Regions from separate parts of the Zea mays genome. Here regions 2 and 3 are each linked to region 1. Evidence: chromatin contacts called from public Hi-C data. All regions are on one chromosome and are shown on one strand. Each heading gives the region's core, a stretch centred on a gene start, on an enhancer-like site or on the middle of the called end of the contact. The rest is flanking DNA. Distances are from core to core; before and after follow the strand shown.

Region 1 (4,583 bases), core at 561-3,060:
TTAACCGACGGTTTAGAGCGGTTTTTCGCCGGTTTTCCGCCGGTAAACCGGTTCGAATTCAAATTGATTTGAATTGGTCAAATCGATCGGTTTTTACCGGTTTCCACCAGTTTACCGACGGTAAACCGTTACCGGTGGATAACGGTTTTTTAAGGCTAAACGGTTTTGTAAACCGTGGTACCCACACAAAGAATAGAAGTACTTCCAAACGAGTGTCAAAACACTCCTTTGGAAGGCGAGGCTATTGTCGGTACAATAATTAGGGGACCCAGATTACACCCCTAAAACGCGCTTAAAATTATAAGAACTCCATCAAGATACATCCCCCGAGGGCAAGGAACCAAAACCCCGCCTTGCCCGAGGTCCTCCTAAGGGGTCTTACTAAAATGCTGCCTCGCTCGAAGTCCCCCCTCGTGGGTCTTCCCAAAACTTCGCCTTGTCTGAGGCTTGTCTCGGGCAGGACGGAAGCTCAGGAGAATCTCCGTCCCGGTCGAGGCTCCCTCACACCAAGGTGGCCATGTCCATCTCACCCGAGCCCGCCTTAGGCAGTAAAGACAAAGCTTGCCCGAGGGCTGTTGGGAACAACCGCATTCAATGAGTGCATCTACCTCACGTCGGGCTGCAGGTGAATCTTTCAATAGGACCGCGATCTTGTCAAAGTTTCACCTACATCATTACACGTGTGGACGCCACCTGACAGCTCCTAATGGGACGCATAATATGACAAGACGCGGGTCAAGACCTAGGGCACGAGTTCCGTCTGGCCCGACGCTAAACTCAACCTCGGGTGCAAGCTCTGCCTCGCCTGAACCAGGCCTCGGCTACCTGCTCCCTCGTGAATCCCGTGGAAGGCCACTTCGTCGATTGTGGCGCGCGTCATCAAGTCTCAATATAAAGCTCGGTCGCAACCTCAGACGGACCTCCGCCTCGTCCGAGCTCGGCTCTTACCTCGATATATGTGACAGAGGACTTCCCAACGTCGTAAAAAACAATGAAGATTGACGCACCCCGTAAGAGCCTTTTTCCCATGACGGGCACTAAGTCAACCACTACGGTATGGGCAACTCCATGCCAGAGGGCTCGGATACGTAACTGAGCCCTCGACCTCGGCTCTCAGCGGAAAACAAGCAAGCAGAAGTCAACAACAAAGTACCAGACCATATTGTCTACAAGACATGAAGACACCCCTTCACAACATGTAGTCGGCTCACGTCTACAAGGCAGCTCTCCCCGGGCCTATAAATAGGACAGTCCATGGCTCCCACAGGGGGAGAGGGTGAACACTTGGCAGTTTTCTCCTCCATTCGGTATTGGCATTTGCCTCAATCACTCTCAGGGACTTGGGGTCCTTCCCTCTCCCGTCGTGCTTGTAACCCCTACTGTGAGCACTTTGGTGCGAGTAATATAAGCCTTATCCCTCTTAGCTGGAAGTAGGGCCCTTCATAGCCCGAACCAGGATAAATCGCTTGTGTCAACTCGCATCACCATCTGGGTTTGGGCACGCGACGCTATTTCACTGGTTAGTTAGGTCCACGGGTCCAAACACCGACACTATTTTTCCAAGTGATTTCCATTTTTCAAGAATACTTGGAAAAATAAAGTTTCTAAACTAGCTCTTAGACTATCTGCAGAAGATCCACTATCATATCCTATAATCCAAACTTCTCTCTACAAACAGTGTCAAACAATATCAATCCCTAGCGGTCTTATGAAAACAAATCTCTTATTCATGATGGGCCCGTTTGACATTCTGGTAGCGTAGTGCCCACCGTCGGCCAAAGCCCATGTAGCCTGTGAAGAGCCCACGTAAGCATAACCCGACAGTCTGACAGTGTCCGAAACCTTCTCCTCCGCTTCCGCAGTTCCGCTTCAGCTTGCGCGTCGCCACGGCACTCCCCGCTGCTCTCAGTCCCCAACCCCAGCGCGGAAGGCAGAGCTGACTACCATTTCCGTTCCCACGAATGCTCCCGTGACTACCACCCCGCTCCAGGTAGCAAAGCTGCGGCCGGCGAGGGAGGTAATAGGGTTTTTTTGGTCTCTGCGACTACGACGCCGGCATGGGCTACCACCACCTCCTACTCTCGCCGTCGGTGGCGCAGCCGCCCCGTCCCGCCCTTCTCCCTCCACCCCGCGGCCGCCGCGGCAGCGGCGTCGGGCGGGCCACCGCAGTATTTGCCTCGGCGTCCAGCACCGCTCGCTCCCCCGCTGCGGACGACGCCACGCGGAGGAGGGCCGTGCTCCTGGTCGGCGTCTCGGTGCTCCCGCTCCTCCGCCTCCGCGACGCCGCGGCGGCGGCGGCCAGGGCGCAGCTCTCCTCGGTTGATCTCGTCACTGGTCAGTAGTTGTAAAACTCATTTCGACACTCGCCTTGACGCCTTGTTGCTAGGATGATATGTGTGATTTTTTGGGGTTTTATTAAATCCGATAAAATCTGTGAGATTCGTAGATACTAATAGGATACGTGGCCTGTGCAATTGCGATGCTAAGTTTCCCGCGTAAATGGTAGACTCTCTTAGTAGTAAACCTCATTTCGACACCCCTTGTTGCTAGGATGGTAAGTGTAATTTTTTTGCTTTTATTAAATCTGTGAAATTCGTAGATACTAATAAGATACCTTGCCCCTCTCTTAATAAACTTGCTACACAATATAGACTTGTAGAACCCAACAGACTGCATCACTTTCCATAATCACTTTGCACCTATAATCCTACATGCTGTTTGGTCACTAGTTTAAAATCCCTGTCAACTTCGTTAAGGTCAAAGTTTGCCACGAGGTGCTTCAACCCTGCGTCCCTGCCCGCTTGAGGACGGAGTTGGCATTACGCCAAACTGCCTTGAGCCACCCTTTTGACACCAGTTAGTTCCTAACATCCAGTAGCTCATCAAGTAGGCATCGTTGCCAACCTTATTGGAATCTACAACTAGTAAAACTGCCCTCTTCTCTTACTATTCCTTCATTGTTTGTTGATATTCATGCAACACAGGACACCACTAAAAGTGTCCATACCTTAGGTCTTTATTATCTGGATTTGGACTGTCTTTTATCGTTTAGTGGACCTCTGTCACCAAGATTGCTGATCCATTGTTTGCCAACTTTGGAACTCTTTTAATTCCCACGCTGTTGCCAACATAGTTATTTTGAATACGTTGTGATTTCAGTTTTTCAAAAAGTTTTGCATGGAGATATATAGTTGGTAAGAGTAAAGTGTAAAGTATGTGAATTGGAAAACATTGAATGTCAAAGATTTTTAAACAATGAAGTGGTTGAAATGTCAAGTATTTGCATGTTACGGGTGTTGTATAAGCATATGTAGGGCAGATACTATATATTATTAATTAAAGTGTCGTACATTAACGCTACCAATTTATCTTGGATTGAACAATCATGTGTGTGTAGATCTCTTCTTTAGTATTAACTATATTCTGGATGTGATCCCAGTTAGGACCTTGACATATTGATACTGGCTAATGGCTATGCATTTGGTGTTGGAAACTCATGCCCCCACCTGGTTCCACTTCCACCTGATATGTCAAGGATGCATATTTGTATTTTCTAGCATATTTCTCTTTATCGTAGTAGTTGTAAAATACTTGTCATTGACTCTTTATTATATAGTAGATTAAGTTCAGCAGTGCATTTATCCATGGAGGGCCTATCAACTTTCCAGAAAAACAAACTATACTATCTGTGCAAAAGAATAATATCTGAAGCTGGACACAATCTTCATATTTGATGTCATAGGATATGGTATTCCAGTAACGATGATGTTATATTGATACATTGCTATGTCCATGACAAACTATTTAGTTCAGCCATAGAAGTATTAGAATTTCTTGTGGAAAAAGTAACTAAATGAAGTTGAGTCATGGCATGTTTTCCGGGCCATGTATGAACTAGATAGAGCAGAACACATGTCATAGCCATAACCTTGGATGCCATGAATCACAGTGCATAGGTTTTTTCTTAAATAGATCACTCAGTGCTCTGATGCTTTTATGTGGCTAGTGCATGAGTAAAAATTGAGAAGTACAACCTCGTGAATATTTGCTTGGAACTAATAGTTGCACACTTGCACTAATGTATGTGCCCGTAGGGATGAAAACAGCTGGAAACAGTTGGGAGAAGCCTTTAACTACTTTCAGTTTCATATTTTCACCTGAAAACAGAATTGGATCAGGAAGGCCAACTGGGAAAGCATAAGCGGTATTTCGCGATATAGGAAACAGAGCAATTCATTTGGAAACATGTCGATAACATTCAGGACTTGATAATTGAAATTGAAAAAAACATAATGATACAATATCTAAATCGACACAGCATGTTGTTCTAGTTATCCTCACTGATGCTGTAAAAAAAGACATCATCTTTCCATGAACGGTATATATATAAGAAAAATTGAAAGTACTAGTTTAACAGGACAAAGAAGGAAAGGAGGTTTAATTGAAAAAAAGTATAAGCGATGAACTGCGAACTGCTATCAAAAGAGCGCAGGAAGAAAGAGAAATGTGGGAGCTGGCTGGTGCCAAGAGCTTGGGCCTCCTTACTGCCCCAATTCCGGGAGTTGCCACGTAGTGTTTTTATA
Region 2 (4,583 bases), core at 698-3,197, 430 kb after region 1:
CATTCAAGGCGCACACAGCCCACTGATGGCTAAGAAGAGACCGAAACATGGTACCGACCGAGAAAATCCTCGAACCCTAACCTCCCATCACTAGCGGGCCGTCACCGCCCACTCCGCAACGACCCAGCTGGAGGGTGGCACGCAGGACGTAATCCGGGAGCGGACTGGACACGGCGAGGGGATTTTTTAACCAAGCCAGAAATTCGCCCTTGAAGGGGATCGAACCCGGGACTTGGAGGTGCTACTCGGAAGCCTTTAACCACTAGGCCAGCATTAGTTGTACAAAAAAGGAACACAGCAAGCATAGACAGCAGTTTAAGATATAGACTAGTCTAGTATAATCCAACCCATAGTAGCTTAAAACAGATATACTAAGGTAAGCTAAGGAGCTGATACCTGGAATTCTCGCACTTTGAAAGTGGGGCTGAGAATAGCACACTGAAGAGCACATCCTCGCGCAACACACTCACTTGCATTCATGGTTCGTCTTGGCTCCTTCCCAAAAAAATCAGTTATTATCTTGATTATAGCCGGAACACGAGAACCAGATCCAACAACCTCAACAAAGTGCACATTTTCAGTAGTCAACCCAGCTTCAGCCAAGGCCTTTTCCAGTGGTCCTTTCACGCGTTCCAGCACCGAGGCACTGATCTGTTCGAACTCCTCCCTTTTAATAAAACCCCGCACATCCTTCTCATCCATCAAACACTCAATGTTCAGTGGGGCCTCTGGGTTGGCGCTCAGTACCTTCTTAAGTTTCTCACATGCCACACGCAACCTAATGCATGCACGCGCATTCTGGTACACATCAATCTTATATTCCTCTTTGAATTTAGCTGCAAAGTGCTTAAACAGGGCCTCATCAAAGTCCCTCCCGCCAAGAGACTGGTCATACGTATGCGACAACATCTTGAGCTGTCCCTTCTTGTAACCGACAACACTGACCTGCATGCTTGCATGACCGACATCAACAAATGCAACGTTCAACTGGTCATTCTCCGGGAGATCAGTCTTATAAATACCATATGCCAGTGCAGTGGCTGTTGTCTCATGGAACAATCGCAATGGCTGGAGACCCGCAATAGTAGCAGCATCAAGAACAGCCCTGCGCTGCAGATCCGTAAAGTAGACTGGAATACCAATGCAACAATCAACAACTGCAGCATTCAGGTTACCCTCAGCAATGCCCTTCAAATTGGACAGCACCATGGCAAGCAGCTGGGTAGAGGTGAACGTCCGTTCCTCGCCCAGGTATCGTACATGGACCAGGGGAAAACCATCGGGGCCCTCCGTGACACGGAACGGGAAGGAGGCGAGATCTCTCTGTACCTCGGGGTCGGAGTACTTGCGGCCTAGCAAGCGCTTGATCTGAGAAATGGAGTTCTTGGGGTTCATGGTAGAGGACGCGGCGCCGGCGGTGCCGATGAACCGCTGCTTGTCCCCGAAGCAGACGATGGCGGGTGTCTCGCGCTTGGACTCCTCGTTGAGGACCACGTCGATGCCGCGCTGCCGCGCGACCGCCACGATGCAGCTCTCATTGCCGAGGTCGAAGCCCACCACGCTCATCTTCGATTCACAGTTTCACACTCAGCTGTCAACCACTGCAGCTTTCAGATCTAGATCACAAGCAGCCACTGCATCGCACAAGGCAGAGATCTGCTGGTTAGGCGCCGGTCACAAACTCGACAAGACAAGAACGCTAAAACCATGAATTTCACGCATCAAAGCGAACAGCTATGAACTCTTAACCAAACGCAGTGCGAATCCCAACCGGTGACTACAAACCCGCCGTCCCAGCTGAACGGCTCCAAACCCGCCGCAAAAAAAACATACAAACATGAACCTAACCATCCAGTAAGGAGAAATGGAGGGTCCGATCATACCTTCAGAGGTGGAGATCGAGCGGCCCGTCGAAGCTCGTAGCGCTGCAACGAAGGTCCGGGCAGGGTTTTCCGTTCGGCGAGAAGGGCAGAGGCCGGATAGGAGGCGGTGATATACGGTGTGGGCCGCGGGGTCGGCCAATGTAGACGGGAATCTTCTAGAACGTGGACTGGAAACCCTCGGTGCTACGATCCTGCGCCGCCACACATCTGAGACTGTCTTCAACGCATGCCCCCACGCGCCCCCTCCCCTATTACTGTTGCTGGGATAGGGGCTACAGTACCCCTCTATCCCCTTCATCGCGTTCCTCCTCCTCCTCCTCTTCCCTCCCGATTTCTTCTCTCTCCCGCTAAATGGATGGCGACGCTACGGCGGAGAAGTTTGTCGCAGCCGCTTCCTTCCCAGACAAGAGCGCGCGCTCGGAATACTCCGAGGAAGACGCCCGAGGCGATCCGCGGGCGACCGAACCGCCGCCGGAGAAGGTACGCGTCGATCCGCCGTCGCCCTTGAAGAGTTTGTCTTCCTCCGGCCGACGACCAGCAGTGGGGCTCGTCGAAGCGACTCCGCCCATAACCTTCGCGGACCGGCGACCCGGCCGATCCGTGCGAAGACGCCGCCGCCGTTCGTCGCTGTCCGCCGGAACGTTTGGGTTGGGGTCGAGGTCGAAAGGAGGTCATCCATTCGTGGACAGATCTACGCTCAGCCGATCTGCGTCTTTCGAGGTACAAGGTACAAGGTACGCTTCGTCGCATCGCCTTCGTCTACACCTCGGCTTGATCCGGGTTCCTTCGAAACCGTACTGTTGGGGGCCTTCGTCCTCCGAAGGTCCTCAAAAACATGATTTGACAATGTTTTCCGAGTGGATTATGTGAACAGGTATTTTCGGATCCAGAATTATGAATATGGAGCACGGCCAGGACGAAGCCTGAACCAGACGAAGGTCGAGTGTAGCCGAAGCTGTGCGCAGGGAAGCTTCGGCGCGATGGCAGAAGGGGGAACCGACTTAAAGATGAAAAGACTTCAGGGGCCTCGACAGATTTCCATAAGCCGTTAACAAATGTAATGGACATGGATGTAATTTTACGTGGGCTGCGTCCCGCGTCTATAAATAGATGAACAGTACTCCCGTACTGGACACGTGAACCTGTCATTTGCTTTCGCATCACGCTCGTACTTTTGCCTTCCACAGGAACGAAGGTACATTTGTAATTCAAAGTCATTTATATTCATTAATACAAGTAGAGATAACTCTATGACAATATTTAAATGTTTATCTCATATTCTATGATTTGTGTGAATGCTTCATTCTTCGTTGTTATGCTTACGAAGGTATGTCCTTCGTAACCTTCGTCCGAGATGCTTTATATCCCGAAGGGATATATCGTTATGGAGGACGAAGGACCTTAACACTTAACATTTTTTGTGTTGCCTTGTTCTTAATTCTTAGCATTTGAGAACAAGTCCCCAACACGTACCTAGGGTTACCGCTAGGGTTTACTTGTACTTTACCTTGATTCTGCGCTACGATTTATGTGTTCATCGCCTACTCTGACTAGTTAGGGTTGCGGTAATGTCCGACATCCGATGCGACGATTGTTTAAGTACAAGAACCAAGTTTCATATTGTGCTACACATAGATCTGAACCTGTCCTCAATCACGTATTGGTAACTGATCCGTGGTTTTGAATTCACAAAATTGATGCTTCCTTACTATGGTCCAACCGACTTGAGTGTGATTTGCATAGTCCTCTTCCTCGTTTACTCATGTTTGTGCCTCCACCATTTTGTGTATTGCGAAATGATTTGCATTCATGTGGATTGAATGTTATTTGTTGAATGTTCCTGGTAGAGATATCCATGTTAATGTTCGTAGTATAAGAACTAAGTAGCAGTGCCGTTCAATTCCCCAACACAAGCCCTTGTTCCTTCCATATTGATTACTTCAAATTGGTGCTACTTCAAGTGTCTAAGAATTGGACATCTCACCCTTAAATTTTGAGTAGTCTTTCCTTACATGACCAACTGTTGCATGCAACTAACGAAACCTTTACTTATTATGCAGCTTGATAAAATAATTTGATTGTTTGACGTCCTCTTCAACTAATTGAGGTTCTAACTCCTTTTTCGCTATAGTACATTGTTTTTTATGAATTGCATAAGTTTGTCTCCATGTTTTCTGTCTGTGCTTTCATGTGTTATGTGCAGCTGTACCTTATTATATGGAACCATCTCACGTAGCAAAGCCAGGATACATGTGTACAAATACTTTACCAGTCCATACAAAAACAACCAACACTACTTTGCTAACTGCCATCAGCACATTAGTTTCTTAAAGTCAAATATTACTTTTCTATATTGCAACCCACAGAAGTTTCCTAAGTGCCATGAACACTTTAATTTCACCAATTAGGAACAAGACTTGCCCTAATTTTTTCATGTATGCACCTTGTCTAGCCAAGTAGGTACTGGTTGAGTATACGATTCAAGATGACCAGCCGTGATGCCAAAGTGCTGCAACACTTGGTCCTCAATCTTGCATCGTCAGTGGAAACTGGTGCTTTCAATATTAGAAGCTTTCTAGAAGAGGCTTTCAGGCATATGGGTGACGAGCATTACCTTCTCAATGCTCTACTTGCAATTCGAAAGGAGGTAGACCAGATGGAGCAGGACGCACTTGAGACCAAAGCAAGGTCTGACCCTGA
Region 3 (4,583 bases), core at 785-3,284, 260 kb before region 1:
ACAGTACAGGTCATGAGCATATCCTTGCAGGGTGGCAAAGAATCACGAGGAGCAAGTTAATTAGGTCAATGGTTTATCTCGTTTTATGTTTTAACTGATGAGTGCCTCAACATAAGCTAATTGCTTTTATTGCAACATATGGTACAATGATTAAGTTCAAATGGATACTCCTAAAAGATCATACTCTCTCTGTCCCAAATTAAAATTTGTTTTGGGTAATTAATAGATTCACACAATACTTGATGTGTGTGTTTTATATATGTGTCTAGATTTATCATCCATTTGAGTATAGATAAAACAACCAAAGCTAAAATGAATAGTATTGTGGGATGGAGGGAGTACAAATTTAGATTCCATTCCCAGCTTCAAAACAGGACCAAGATGCCATATGCAACAAAGCTAGCAAAGGCATTTCATTCATAGCATCTAGTGATCACGATTGTAGTCAAATGGTAACCAGAAACAACAACACCAACAACAACAAGAAAGCAAGTTGGGATAGACGCAAGGCAACAAAAACAAAAGTTGAGAACTTGAGATTCAGCATATTTTCAATGCATTCATATTCAAAGCTAAATATTTGGATGCATTCCAATCGTCTTTTGTTGCCTCTTATTATGTCAACTTCGGCCTTCCCTTATAGATGATGAAGAAGCTTTTTAAAATTGGTGCTAGCCCTAGCGTATCACATATATCATTGTTCTAGACTCAATCGCTCCTTGTATGGCCATTAATCCAATGCAACATACACATTTCTGCAACACTTATCCGTTGAATATGTCATCTTTTATAGGTCAATATTCTATACCATATAATATAGCAGGTCTAATTGGCGTCCTTTAAAAATTGCCTTTTAGCTAAGCCATATGTTTAACATCACCTCATCCACTCAACTTTGATTCTATGACTAACATCTTCGTCAATATAGGATTGATCCTAAATATCGAAAGATATCCTTTTGAAGTACTTTTGAAGTACTGATTGACCTTCCAAACTAACATCTCCATCATGTATACTGGTATATATTCGGTTTTAGGTCTAAAACCTAGTCTCCCGCAACAAGAAAGCATAATTTAATTTAAAAAGAGAAATGGGTAACAAGGGAAGCACACCCAATCTCAGAGTTGCTGAAAAAAAATGGGAGTACACCGACAAGTAAGCAGGGGGCATCAAACAGAGCGTGTGCAGGGGGTAGAGTAAGCAGCAGCATGGACCTGGAGGCGGTGGTCCCCGCCGACGAACTTGACGCCGAGTATGTGCAGGTCGTCATCTAGCTGCTCGAGGCGCTCGGTACTTGTTGTCGCCGGCAGGCCGGTCTTGACGTTGACGTCGCGCAGGCTACCGACCTCGAGCTGGTCACCGCGCACAACGCAGTTTCTGACGAACGGCTTGTACCGCTGCGGCTGGTCGAAGCTCCGGACCAGCTCCCACACCTGCGATGCGATCGATGGCATCAGCTTCAAATTGGGCGTCGCAATTGATTTGACGCCAGCAATTCACCCGACATCACGAGAACACATCGATCGGGGAAGAAACACCCAACAAGGCATGAGGAATTGGACGAAGAACTCCAGATCCGAGAGAAATAGCAGCCCAGACGTGAGGCAAAACAATCCCAAATTCCCAAGTACTAGCACGCTACTTGGGCGTGGCCGTCCAATCCAACCACTGAACCACCACCCACCACCGGGACCAGCCGGGAGGCGGCAAGGACCGGGGCGAGGGGGGGAGCGGGCGATGGGAACTTACGAGGTGGACGGGCGCCTTGATGTGCTTGACGAGGGTGGAAGTACACTGGTGCTCGGCCGGCGCGTGGCGGTGCAGGCGGCGCACGTACTCCGTCTCTCCTCCGGCGTTGGCCACGACGTGCTCCGCCCGCGCCGTGCTGCCGCCGACGAGACCCACCATCTCGAGCTTGCTCCTCCTCCTCAGCCGCGGCTCCGATCGGCGGTTGCTTCGCGTCGCCGGCCTCTATCCAGCTCCTCGCCCGTTTACTTGCTTGCTTGTTTGCTCCCCTGGACGGATGAGGACGAGGAAAGGAATCGGGGGAGAGAGAGAGTGGGTTTCTGGCCTGGGGTTAATTTTCTAATCGATTTTGTTTGTCTGCTCCTCTTTCTAGTTTCTTGCACGCCGAGGCCGAGGCCCAGCCGGCGGGTACAAAAATCTGCGGGCTGAATGGTGCGGGGCTGGGCCCCGCCCACGAGTTATCCAAGCGCGGGGCGAGGGGGCTGGGGCGTGCGCGCGTGCGCCAGGTCCATGTACTACGCCAGCGGCTACACGGACACGCCTGACCGCCGCGACGACTTGTTTGTTCGGCTCTCTCTGCGCCCAATGACGGAAACAAAAATATTTAAATTTCATATCATCACATACGAGCACAACTATATCCGTCACGTGAGATCACTGTTCTCTTCTGGATACATAGACTGAACTAAATTTTATTGCATGTCTTGGATACCTAATACAAAGCTTAAACAGTTCCAAGATTCTTGAAGAGTTAAAGTTTTTTTAAGTTTGACCAAATTTATACAATAAATTAATAACATTTAAGATATCAAATGTATATCATTAGATTATCCAGTAAATATGTTTTTATACTATATCTATTTTGTGTCATAAATCTTTATGATTCTCGCTATATTTTTTTGTCAAACTTTAAAAACTTTGACTCTCTAAGAATCTTGGAATGACTTATATTTTGGAACGGATGTAGTATAAACTAACTATAGTCTAATAACAAATCAATATAGGCTAATTAATAGATAGAACTCATTAGAAAAAGGAAATTTTTCATTAGTTCATATGTAATCAGTTATTGATCGACATACTAGACTTTATTACACAGTGATCCAAACATATCTTAATAGCTACACCTACACTGTATATGAGAGTTTCATGCTTTCTACTTGTAGTGTCAGGGTTTAAGGTGTGTTTGGTTGGACGTACAAGAAAAGATGAAATAGGGCGGTCCACCTCTACTATTATATAAGGAGGTAAGGAGGACGTCCACAATTGGTGCGCCATGCAACCCCCCCCCCCCCCCCCCCCCGGCGCACCCGCCTCCGCGACAACTGCCATCCCCCGCTCGCAATCCTCCCCTCCAAGTTAGCCGTCGCACTGCCCGCCGCGCCCGCCGCCCCCTCCCCCCACCCACCACTATCCTAGTATCCTCGCTCCTCAGATGTGGCCCTAGATCCACCTTCCTCCCTGACCTCCTCGCCACCGCTGCTCGCCCCTCTCCTAGCTCCTCCTAGTCCTAGATCCATCTAAATCGTCGGTGGCAACCAGTAGCAGTAGCCCCACTCGCTCCTCGTTGTGGCGTCTTTCCCCTCCTCTTCGTGCTCTACCTTCTCGTCGCCGCACACACTCCTCCGATCTAGCCCGTAGCTATCGTGTGTTTGCAGTTCACGGCGTCCCGCCGCGCCGCTCCCTCCTCCCCACATTGCCCGTGGCCTTTCCCTCCCATCGCCATCGTCGCATGTGTTGGAGCGCTCCACCGGCCTGCCACGTTCTAGCCAGCATCGGAGCACCCCCTATCTTGCCTGGATGCCCTGACGCGGCGACGCCTAGCGCAATGCCCATCTCCAGCAAGCCAGCAGTCGACCACGACCCGATCCCAGCAAGCGGCAGCCGCATCACGTAGCAGTCCAGTGTCCCCGCCTTGCTCCAGCACCAGCAAGCAGCTACTGCGTCCGGTCAGGTGGCCAACACCTGTCTACAGGTATGGCCACGAATTCTTATATCCTTTTTTATTTCTGGTATGAACAATATTGTTCATCTGATCCAAAGAAATTAATGGTGCGACTCACAAGTTCACAGAGGCTTAACCTATGTTCAAATCTAATGCCTCTCGCATCGGATGGAGGCATGCACGATGGTGACTAGAAATTGAACACACTAGAAATTTTTTCAAACAACTTTTTTCGTGTCCCATGTGTATTGCTGCGAGCTAGAATGGGTTGGTATCCCCTTGTGTTTTGAGAGATTTGGGTAGCTAGGACGGAATGTCCCTAATGTTCATACTTCTGCACCTCTACCCTTGTGTGTTGAATTTTGCCTCCTAATTAGGTTTAGATAACTTTCAGTATAATGTTATTATTGATTGTTTTAAGAACTTCTACACATCTACCCCATAGTTTCCCGCTATGCTTTTAGAAATTAGCTTGGGTTCAAGCAGCTTTTCCATGTCCCTAATGTTATGAAGAAATAAGCACCCAAAATTGCCTTGACACGACTTGAACTTGGCGGTCTGGGTGTACATCAACACCTTCACTCGAGTAAACTCACTTCTTGTTCCTCCTGCTGCATATTTGTAATACTAACTTTATGTTGAATGTTGACTTGACAAATTTGATTATACCATGCAACTTTGTATTAGTCAAAATTTGATATCAAAGGAAAATATCATCATCTTTATGTTGTCTGGTTCCAAATTTTTACTATCATCAGTTGTTACTTTCTTTCTTCTACTTGAAATTACTCGTGTTGATGTAATTATCCAATGCTTGTAACTAGCATTGTTAGTCAGAACTGTTTTTTTGTTTGTTGGGTGCAACTATTTGCTTGATGTTCCACAAATTGAA

The links. A called contact is a pair of places that touch in the nucleus more often than the background predicts.
Region 2: a Hi-C map of endosperm shows a contact between it and region 1, with 4 times the contacts expected there. The contact joins the promoter of LOC100217188 here to the promoter of LOC103630123 in region 1. A contact is called at or near these places in 2 of 25 Hi-C or Micro-C datasets (endosperm and leaf).
Region 3: a contact with region 1 is called in a Hi-C map of leaf, with 5 times the contacts expected there. The contact joins the promoter of LOC100273048 here to the promoter of LOC103630123 in region 1. A contact is called at or near these places in 2 of 25 Hi-C or Micro-C datasets (bundle sheath and leaf).

The regions. Positions count from the first base shown.
Region 1 is chr6:141,664,030-141,668,612 of Zm-B73-REFERENCE-NAM-5.0, reverse strand. It overlaps LOC103630123 (MAR-binding filament-like protein 1), which reads left to right and starts at 1,810. Exons shown (of 3, transcript XM_008651210.4): 1 at 1,810-2,334. The coding sequence starts at 2,058.
Region 2 is chr6:141,235,671-141,240,253 of Zm-B73-REFERENCE-NAM-5.0, reverse strand. LOC100217188 (Heat shock protein 4) reads right to left here and starts at 1,947. Exons shown (of 10, transcript NM_001360083.1): 1 at 1,884-1,947; 2 at 397-1,634. The coding sequence starts at 1,566.
Region 3 is chr6:141,925,679-141,930,261 of Zm-B73-REFERENCE-NAM-5.0, reverse strand. It overlaps LOC100273048 (CAPIP1), which reads right to left and starts at 2,034. Exons shown (of 3, transcript NM_001147497.1): 1 at 1,750-2,034; 2 at 1,215-1,433. The coding sequence starts at 1,908. It overlaps LOC111589581 (a long non-coding RNA gene), which reads left to right and starts at 3,158. Exons shown (of 3, transcript XR_002748672.2): 1 at 3,158-3,721.